2 separate regions of the Zea mays genome follow, and region 2 is linked to region 1. A link is a contact called in public Hi-C data. All regions are on one chromosome and are shown on one strand. Each heading gives the region's core, a stretch centred on a gene start, on an enhancer-like site or on the middle of the called end of the contact. The rest is flanking DNA. Distances are from core to core; before and after follow the strand shown. Region 1 has its middle 63 kb from the start of LOC103642369. Region 2 holds the start of LOC100191178.

The links. A called contact is a pair of places that touch in the nucleus more often than the background predicts.
Region 2: a contact with region 1 is called in a Hi-C map of ear, with 2.6 times the contacts expected there. The contact joins the promoter of LOC100191178 here to the enhancer-like site in region 1. A contact is called at or near these places in 2 of 25 Hi-C or Micro-C datasets (ear and tassel).

The regions. Positions count from the first base shown.
Region 1 is chr10:33,739,827-33,745,391 of Zm-B73-REFERENCE-NAM-5.0, forward strand. No RefSeq gene overlaps it. Among protein-coding and RNA genes, the nearest start is that of LOC103642369, 63 kb to the right of the region's middle. Within about 2 kb of position 3,530, at least 17 of the 20 cell types and tissues checked have an H3K27ac peak or open chromatin away from gene starts, as enhancers often do. A contact at or near this core is called in ear and tassel, where this site is marked.
Region 2 is chr10:33,934,113-33,939,677 of Zm-B73-REFERENCE-NAM-5.0, forward strand. LOC100191178 reads left to right here and starts at 3,080. Exons shown (of 5, transcript NM_001136613.1): 1 at 3,080-3,514. The coding sequence starts at 3,235.

The sequences.
Region 1 (5,565 bases), core at 2,280-4,779:
CTTGTGGCGGGCTTCTCACCGGTCAACAACTCCTTCTTGGCGTGATCTCCCGACATCACTTCGAGCGGTTAGGCTCTAATGAAGTATCGGGCTCTGATACCAATTGAAAGTCGCCTAGAGGGGGGTGAATAGGCAAATCTTAAATTTATAAAATTTACACAACTACAAGCCGGAGTTAGCGTTAGAATTAAAGTCAAGTCCGAAAGAGAGGGTGAAAACAAATCACAAGCAAATAAAGCAGATGACACGGTGATTTGTTTTACCGAGGTTCGGTTCTTGCAAACCTACTCCCCGTTGAGGTGGTCACAAAGACCGGGTCTCTTTCAACCCTTTCCCTCTCTCAAACGGTCACTTAGACCGAGTGAGCTTTTCTCCTCAATCAATTGGGAACTAAGTCCCCACAAGGACCACCACACAATTGGTGTCTCTTGCTTTGATTACAAAGAACTTGAGAACAAGAAATGGAGGAAGAAGAAAAGCGATCCAAGCGCAAGAGCTCAAAAGAACACGACAAAACTCTCTCTTCTAGTTACTAATTGCTTTGAGTGGAATTGGGACTTGGAGAGATTTTGATTCACTCTATTTGTGTCTTGTATTGAATGCACTAGCTCTTGTATTGAGTGGAATGTCTGAAAACATGGATGCAATGAAGTGTGGTGGTTGGGGGTATTTATAGCCCCAACTACCAAAGTGGCCGTTGGTGAAGGCTGCTGTCGAAGGGCGCACCAGACAGTCCGGTGCGCCAGCCACGTCACCCAGCCGTTGGGGTTCGACTGTTGGAGCCCTGACAAGTGGGGCCACAGGACAGTCCGGTGGTGCACCGGACAGTCACTGTTCACTGTCGGGTGCGCTTTCTGGCGCCTGCTCTGACTCTGCGCGTGCAGTCCGCACTGTTCACTGTAGCTGTTGCAGACGACCGTTGGCGCAGTTAGCCGTTGCTCCGCTTGGCACACCGGACAGTCCGGTGCTACACCGGACAGTCCGGTGAATTATAGCGGAGTGGCTCCCCAAATTCCCGAAGCTAGCGAGTTGGAGTTGATCCACACTGGTGCACCGAACACTGTCGGTGGTGCACCGGACACTGTCCGGTGGCACACCGGACAGTCCGGTGCGCCAGACCAGGGCAGCCTTTGGTTGCTTTGCTCCTTTTTTTTGAACCCTCTCTTTTAACTTTCTATTGGTTTATTGTGAAACTTTGGCACCTGTAGAACTTATAATCTAGAGCAAACTAGTTAGTCCAATTATTTGTGTTGGGCAATTCAACCACCAAAATCAATTAGGAAAATGTTTTAGCCTATTTCCCTTTCAAAATGTCAGGTTGTTCATCAACACTACCAAACTGTGCATGTGCATCTGATGAATTAGACATATTCTCATGGTCACTTACATTGTTATCATCGGCGTTGATATCAACATGTTCTTCTTCTCTAGATTTCTCATTGGTTGGTTCCTCTGTCCCCACGAGAACTATTGCCAACGCAAACGCATCATTTGGATTCGTCGAAGCACTAGCATTGCTCTTGAAAAACTTGTCAATAGCTCCTCTCTATGAGTCTATGAGATCATCCACACGTTTTTCCTTTTCCTTTTTTCACTTCCAGATGGATATCTTCTCGATGACATGATTACACAAAGCACTGAAAATAAAAAAGATATATATCACAAATTGAATGATAACATAAGAATGACTATACATATCTAAATAGTGTGGTTATTATTATTAATCAGTTATCTTAAATTTGTTAATTAGATTAAGCCAACAATAAGCCAACAATCAGTTACCTTAAATAGCTCGCAGGACGCAGGACCACGCAGGGAGGGATCGCCGGATCCGCGAACGGCGATCGTGATCACCTGATCGGTGATCCGGTGGCGGTGATTGACTGATCGGCTCGGCTGATCTGAATATCTGATTGCCAACCGCTAGGAGGAGCCCAGGACGCGGGACTGCGGGAGCGGCCGAGCGGACGCCAGGCAGGCGATTAGGCGGGCGGCACCGCGGCAGGCGAAGGCGAACGATCGGTCGATCGCTATAGCCTATAGGCTGCAGGGTCCGTGAGTCCGTCCGTGGAATATTTTTGATGGGGTGGGGCCCACTAGCTTTGTGGGGCCCGGTGCGGTGGCACCGCTTGCACCCCCAGGGCCGGCCCTGGGTTTTTGTATGAACTGGTACAAAGGTTACGTCTTTTAGTACCGGTTCAAGTCAACTAGTCCTAAAGTCATCTCTTTAGTACTAGTTCATACAATCGAGACTAAAGATCGAGGTCTTTAGGTACCGGTTGGTAGTCCCGTATTGTAGCCAGTTCCTAACCGATATAGATTTTGCATTTTGCAGCAGTGAATCTATTATCTATGTTGTGGTTATGGTGGATAATCCTCGCTGGTTACATGGACCAAAAAAATAAAGACCCGAAAAGTCACCAAGATATCCTGTTTTTGTTATTTTTCATATATATATAAACTTTGCAGAAAGTTTGGAGCGTGTTGCACGCCCAAAATTAAGTGCACTTCCAAGAAAGCATGTCATGCGTACAGACTATCTAGCAATTAGCATTGTATAAAATTAACCACAGCCACAGCAGCAGTCCCCAAGTGGCTCTTTATCAACCACTTTGTTCTTAATCTTTTCTCTTCTGCCAAAATCATAAATCTTTATGAGCATCGCATGTCCCTAATATTCCCAATTCCCTAGCAGATCCAGCGCGTGAAGAAAGGCAAACTATAGAGTTGGAAAGCATAGGCCACCGTGCATTCTTAGAGCAACTTTATTAGGGGACTCTTTATATCCTTTCTAATAGCTAGAAATATAGTTTTTTTAAAAAAAAATACTAACAATCTTTTTAAATAGTCATCCCAATATACTTGTTTTCTATTAATATGGACTTCATTAATCAAAGATAGAAAATGACAATAACTATAAGAAATATAGAGAAAAGTTTATGGATAGTGAAAAAATATAGAAGACAGTTTTTATGTAAATAACACTATAAATGATATTATAAATAGTGAAATTTAGAAAAGCTCTTGCTCTCTATCCTAAGATTATGATCAAGATCGACTTTGGATTCCCAATTCCTTCTCCTTGAAGTAACCAGAGCCCGTACCACTAAAGCCAGAAAGTGTAACTTCAATTCCGCAAATACACATCTGCTCAACACGTTCTCTATTTCGTCAACACACTTTTGTTCTACTAAACTAGCACTTGAAGATGTAGCCGTACCGTATCAACTTAACCTTTCGGCTGTGCAGTGGGCCCATGCCAAAATCCCTGTTGCAAAGCTCAGATAACAGACTTTGAGAAAGATCCAGCGGTCACTGACGAGTGACGACGTCACATTCCAATCTGACGTGGCCATATCTAATTGTGCTGCTAAGCACATCCAAGTGTCCAGCGTGTCGCTGTCCACAACACGGAACCTCCTGACGTGCCGTGCGTAGGTCACATTTCCGATCCCGGCCGTCCACACCTCGGCACCTGTCCCAACTCCCAACTGTGCAGTGGGCCCACGCCGACCACGCGCCATGTCATGTGCGAGATATTTCCGGGGTGGGCGGGTTGCCGACTCCGGATGCCTGGGGTTGCGGGACCGTCGGTCGTCGGCGCTGAGGCCTTTCCGCCATGTGTCGGCATTCGGCAACAGCAGCAAAGGAGGATGGAGCAGAGGAGCAGACACGGTTCATACACGGAATGGCTATGGGCCGTACTGTCAGCATCACTTTCCCAACTACTCAGGAGGCGGGCGTCCAAGTCAGCCGTGGCGGCAAGACAACCGGAGAACACTCAAGAGTCACGAGCACAAGAAAATGGGCCGGCGAGTAAGAAGGCCGAATTCGAGGATTGAGGGCCCTGAATGGGTCGTGTAAACAGACTGGCACTGATTGTATAAGCGGCAACCAGGTTAGAGATGACAATACGTAAATACTCATCGAATATTACTATCTCATACACACCCTCGAGAATAAATAATCATGTCGAGCCACCCATATCTACGGGTAGATATGAATTTATCCCCATACTCATACCCATGTGGTATGGGCACTCATCGGGTCGCCCGTACTATCACACCTGGATTTAAGGGCAAACTCGGGCGCGAAACAAATATGTGCTAGTATCAAGTCTCATACATATGATAACTCATGGTATAGAAATGAATGTCACATCTTTATTATATAGTTGAGGTTCTGTACAAAATAGCTAAATAAATACATCATATGAAGACAACGATCTTTCGCAACCATAGTTGACTGGGAGACGACGACCTAGACCTCTCATGAACTCATCACGCCATCCTTCATGTTGCTTATCTTGCGGTACCTGTCCATGACCGGGGGTTAGTACAACAAGGTTGAGCTCGCATATGTTCGTCACTCAACAAGTTGTAGGGAATAATATGCATGAGCTCACTTACGACGGGGCTCATGTAAAGTGTAAGGCTCATTAACAAATAGGGTTAAGCCTGAGCATTTCTTTTAATAAGTTGGTCAAAATTTTAGTTGCAGTTACTAAGTATAAGTAGATATCATTCCAATAAAATAAGAGATCACAATTAATAATAAATCCAACAATGCAATGCATATGACAAATTAAGTTTAATTTCATAAGTTATTCATGTGAGGGTCTGAGCCGCTCTTGACCGTGAGTACTGCTGATATATCAGTTTTACACTCTGCAGAGGTTTCACAACTTTACCCACAAGACATGTTTCCCGTTTAGCCAGGGTTTGCGAGACCCTTAGACACTCCCAAGGTGAATGGCTAGGGATCCACTGCGAGGCCTGTCGGGGACCATAATTAGGGGTACCCCCAAGACTCCTAATCTCAGCTGGTAACCCCCATCAGCACAAAGCTGCAAAGGCCTGATGGGCGCGATTCCAGTCAAGGCTTCATCCACACAAGGGACACGATCTCGTCTCACCTGAGCCCAACCTCGGGCAGGAACAATAGACCAAGGCAGATTCACGCCTCGCCCGGGGGTCTCCTCAAACAACGGACGCACCTTCGACTCGCCCGAGGCCCAGCTCGGGCAGGCTTCGCGGAGAAGCAGCCTTGGCCAGATCGCCACGCCAACCGACCGTATCGCAGGAGCATTCAATGCAAGGATCGTCTGACACCTTATCCTGACGCACGCTCCTCAGTCGACAAGGCCGCAGTGACCGCAGTCACTTCGCCGCTCCACTGACTGACCTGACAGGAAAACAACGCCGCCTGCCCTGCTCCGACTCCTGTGCCACTCGCCAGAGTGAGGCCGACAACAGCTAAGTCCAGCCTCGGGCGCCATAGGAAGCTCCGCCTCGCCCGACCCCAGGGCTCGGAATCAACCTCGACGCCAGAAGACGGTCTCCGCCTCGCCCGACCCCAGGGCTCGGACTCAACCTCGACGCCGGAAGACAGTCTCCGCCTCGCCCGACCCCAGGGCTCGGACTCAACCTCGACGCCGAAAGACGGTCTCCGCCTCGCCCGACCCCAGGGCTCGGACTCAACCTCGACGCCGGACGACGGTCTCCGCCTCGCCCGACCCTAGGGCTCGGACTCAGCCTCGACCTCGGACGACGGTCTCCGCCTCGC
Region 2 (5,565 bases), core at 1,830-4,329, 190 kb after region 1:
TGGAGCAGTGGTGTGTCCTCCCCCGATCTCCCTTGAGAGCGGAGCAGTCGGGGTGATCACTGGTGATGCTCTCTAGGTCTTGTTAGGCCTTGGAGCATTCTTCTCTCTCCGTCGAGTGATCCACATCCACACCCGAGTGGGTGAGGTGGACAATGGAGTTCTTCGTGCTAGAGAAGTCGTGGCTGACTGAGAAGCAGTTGTTAGGGTGTTTCCGGGCATGGTCTTGTGTGGCATCACAACCCTTTGCTCCGTCAACAGGATTGTCGCTGGTGCAGTTCGCGATTTCCCTACGACCATCTTTGGCAATCCCAGGGAAGATTTCTTCCTGGGTGGGATTGCTATGCGGTGCAGGATTCCCTCCTGGTCTGCAATGCAGGAGATGGTTCCGAAGCAGAAGATCGCTCCTGGATTGAAAGTGATCATGCTATTGAAGGTGACTGCAATGGAGTCGGCGTTTATCAACGTTGCACCACCTACCTGGCGCGCCAGCTGTCGATGTTTCAGATTTGACTGCACACTATGTGGATACCCACGAGGTGCTTTTTAAGCAGTACAACATCGTTGATTGCGACTCGATTGTTTGTGTGGTGACACGACAGAAAGACACACAGACTTATACAGGTTTGGGCCGCGGGAGCTGTGTAAGACCCTACTTCTTATGGTGATCTTAGTATTGGAATGGGGTTACAATTGGGAACTATGAGTGTGGTGGACTGAGATGAGATGAAAATGGTTTGGGTACCTCCTAACCTTATATACACGACCAAGGAGAGCTATCCCCGCACAAGTGATAAACATAACCCACTCTCTTATCTCCCTGTTTGTAGCAAACTGTCTTCCTACATATCTGAATATGCCTCACTCATCCGCCCGAGTTACCGTCGGGGGTTTAGCCTATCAGGTGATCACAACCGTTCTGCCCGATATGCTCGTGCTCCCATAGCACTTAACTCGGGCATTAGCCTTCGCCGGCTCAGATTGGGCTTGCCTGGCCTGGTTGCACTCGGCCGACCCATCTATAGGATGACCCAGGAGGAGACCTGCCAGGCGGCCCAAGACGCAATTCAGTGTGCATGAGGACCCGGAGGATATCCATCCCCCAGAGTCCCCCTCGGCCTTATATACACGACAAGAGAGTTATCCATTTACAAGTTGTACATCCCTCAAGTGCTTACAACTGCCCCACTCGAGATATCAGTGCTTCATTTGCTTACAACGTCAGTCTTTGTCTTCTTGGATCAGGCTCGCCCGACCCGGCTATAACCGTTGGTCCATCCCTATGAACGAACCAACGAGAGGCCCATCAGACGGCCCATGTTACGTTTTAGTGTTCACGAGGACCTGAGGATATCTATCCCCCATAGGTGCCCCTACGCAAAGGGTAGCCCACGCGAGGGCCAAGCACCACGGTCGAGTAACTCTGTAGAGAGTCGTGGGCCTTCTCCACGCGCAATTGGTGCTCCTCTTCTGGCTCCTCTCGGACTCTCCCTGTCATGTCCACTATCGAGCTTCCGGCTGAAACGCCACATGCCACGTTCCCTTCTTTACACGGTGTCGGCCATGACAAATCTCGGTTGTCATTGTCTCACAATACTGTCGCCCCACTCGGTAGAATTAGAACGGCTCACACAAGAGCCGAGTGGTTTTGTAGGTTTTTATAAACTCACTCAACTAACTAGGATTCACCTAGAGCAAGCGCATAAGCGTTCTAACTAACCTAAGCACTTCGCAAAGCACCTACGCTAATCACCGAGTGATTCTATTAAGAACTTGGGTGTTTGGGCAATTGAAAATATCTACAACATGTGTTGGTATATTGATTGGGCTCCCACACCTTCAAATGGCTGGTTGGGTGAAGTATATATAGACCCCAACTCAAATATAGCCATTGGAGAAAAGTTGTTGCTCTCTGCGGCACACCGGATAGTCCGATGCCCTGTCTGGTGCACCAATAGCCGTTGGATCTAGCAGGTGACCATTGGCGCTGTCAGCCTTGCACCGGACAGTCCGGTGTCACACTGGACAGTTCGGTGGCTCTCCTCCATATTGTCACCAGGAACTAGTCATTAGGCTACTGTTCCCTGATGCACTGGACAGTCCGGCAGTGTGGCACCGGACAGTCTGGGGTGCCACCGGACAGTCCGGTGCTCTGGGCTGGACGGTCCGCCAGTGGCAACACTTTCTTCTTGTCTTGGACTTTGCTTGATACTCGTTGATCTTCACATATGGTCTTCTTAATGTCTTCCTTTGAGGTTTTGCTTCCTCAATGCCTTAGTCCAAGTCGTTTTAGCATCATACTACAAACACAAACACTATCAATCACATTAGTTCACGGGCTATGTTGATAATCAAACATCAAAATCAATTAGTCAAATGGGTGAGGTCCATTTTTCTTACATATCCGACGGCTGTCACTAGGGCCGTAGGACTTAACTGTTACTTTCGACGGCTACTAGGTACCGTCGGATATAACATAACTGTCGACGGTTTCTTACAAAGTCGTCGTACATTTCCTGTTTTATTGTTTTGGGGAGGGGCTGGTCAGTTGCAGTGACGATATAGATTTGACGTTGACAAAGATACACGTAGAAAGTAGAATAATTATATTCCACGGTGGCCGTTCCCTGCTTTGTGCACGTTGCTATTTTTTTTTGAAAATATTGTGCTGTTTGGTTCACATATTGGTAACGTAATGGGTAACCGATAACGTTAAATCATATTTGTTTAAGTTAACCGTAATCGATAGTACACTATAAAATGGATACCGCCTTATTTAAATTTGTTATCACCGGTATTCAAGTATGAATCATTATCATTATCATTTACGTTATATTTCGTGAACCCAAAGACACCTACGTGGTTGTGTTATCTTAATTGTCACGTACTCCCAACCACCATGTTCAGTACGAATGTCATGTGGAGAAAGAAGCGTCTAGCTACCTACCTACCCGCACCGAATTGAACACAGTAATACATTCCAATAATCGCGTCACTGTACGTGAAGCAGCGTGTATCACGTTGGATCTAACACTATAAATACCACCAGGCTTCAAGCATCCCTCCTCACTCCAAACTCCAAAGCCAACAAACAGAGCTCCAACTCAGAAAGCATCCGTCCCTTGGCAGCAGCAACAAGCTACTAGCTATGTGTGTTTAGAGCGAGCGAGGGAAAAAAAAGAAAACATCTAAGATATACTCCATCATCTTCGTTTGATTAACCCGCCCAGTAAAGCCATGGGTACTAATGATAGAGCGGTCATTTCTCTGGTACTCCTCGTGTGCATCGCTAGCCGCTCGTCCTTGGGTGCCGCTGAAACTGACGTTGAGCAGAAGCGCTTGTCAGTCCCGTTGATGTTTGTGTTCGGTGATTCGCTGGTCGATGTCGGAAACAATAACTTCCTGCCGCCGCCTGCACCCCGTGCTGCATCTCCGTACGGCATCGACTTCCATGCTGGCACCGCCGGCGCCGTCTCAGGACGGTTCACGAATGGCTACAACCTTGCCGATTTAGTCGGTATACACATATATATATTTACTACATGCATTTATATATCTATATGCATGCGCATGTTTTCTTTTTTTGTCATGGATATGGATATTCTTTACAAATGCTAATGAAACTGCACTCTGGCTGTTCAAATCCTAAACCATATATTGCTTTTTATGTTTAGTGTGTCACTGTAAGATTATATGTAGCAACGACATCACTTTTTTTCATGCATCACATGTATATATGGCTTCCATACGTGTATATATCTTGATTGTTATTTTCGTATGTAGGGATGTTTATGTAATACTATAGTACATTGGACTTCACAGATCCAAGACACTACAAAGTAAAAGAATCAAATTTATATTTTCTAATTAATAGGGACACATACACATGTAGGGCCGGAGTCGTATTTGTAAATAAATGGTCAGATAGTCTCTAGATAAAAACAACTACCACTACCGGAATTCAGCTCTTTGCCGAATATCAAATGATTTGTCGAGTGTTTTTTCCGGCGAAGAGTTTCTTTGCCGAGTGTGTTTTTGACTTGGGGCAAAGAGTTTATTTGCTGAGTGTTTTTTTGACACTCGGCAAATAGTTTTTTGGCAAGTGTTTTATTTTGGACATTAGGTAAAGTGTTTTTTTGCCGAGTGTTTTTTAACACTAGTTAAAGACAATTTAAAAATCACATTTTAAAGCAGTAAATTAATTCAAATAAAAAAGTTTTCAACTACAAATTTGTATAACTCATCAAGATGTACACTTTATATTTTGATCATTTCTTCATATGACAAAATAAAAGAAAATTTGTTTCATTAAACCTATATCTCTCGTAGTTTATGAAACTACAAAAGACATGTACAAGATTTGTGAATAATGTTAGAACCATCATGTGATACGAACAAATGACCAAACAACCAAAATAAACTTTGTAGATCTTGAGAAGTTATAGAATTTTGTAGTTGGCAACGTTTTCATTTGAAGTCATCTTGTCAACGAAAACTACGTCTGAATTTTTAAAAATTTAAATTTAAATTTTGAAAACGACCTCGAATGTAAAAACCACTAACATAAAAGTTGTAGGTCTTGAAAAGTTATGAAACTTTGTAGTTGACAATGTTTTAGTTTGAAACCATCTTGTCATGCAAAACTCTATTTGGATTTTAAATTTTGAATTTTTCAAACTATCTCAGATAAAATGTTTTGTTGTTCTCATAATTTAAAATGTTTTGCTGTTTTTTGATTTTTTTGCGATTCTTAATTTGACGAGTGCTTTTCTTTGCCGAGTGTTTTTTGATACTCGGCAAAGTATTTGCCGAGTGCCCGAAAAAAATTAGTCGGCAAAGAACCATTTACCGATAAAATGTTTGCCGAGTGTAACACTTGGCAAAGACTTTGTCGAGTATATAATGCCCTTTGCTGAGTGTCTGGGACACTCGGCAAAGAAGGTGAGTCCGGTAGTGTAACTCACTTGATCATATTAAGAAAAGCGAGTATCCTAAAACATCTAATTGATTAATAGACACCGGTAACAAAAAATGACAACTAACAGAGATGGTCATTATTGCAAAGCACCCGCCTTTAGGAATTAGCCAAGTATTAACAGACACGGACGTTTTAAGAGGTTCAACTTTACAAATAATTGTATAAAAATAATTCATAACTTTTTATATTAAGCTCCATAAATACGAACATTATATAAAATGTAGTTTTCCATGCGGTCTACAACTTTGTAGTTGGGAAGTTATTCGTGGAAAACTGTTTACATATATATATATATATATATATATATATATATATATATATATATATATATATATATATATATATATGCTAAAATAATGTCATTTTAAGTTCTCAGACGATGTTAAAGCTAAAAAGTTTCAATCAACCTCAAATATTGACATGGACTACAGCAAAGCTCTGTTCTCAAATATAGCCCATAAAATTATAGCTGAAAGTTGTTAATTTAGACTTGTTTAGAGTCCAAAATGTGTTTTACTTTTCTAGGTTTTGAAATTTTCAAAGAACGTACATTGAATGTTCACATGATATGGTTAATATACCGAAGTTGT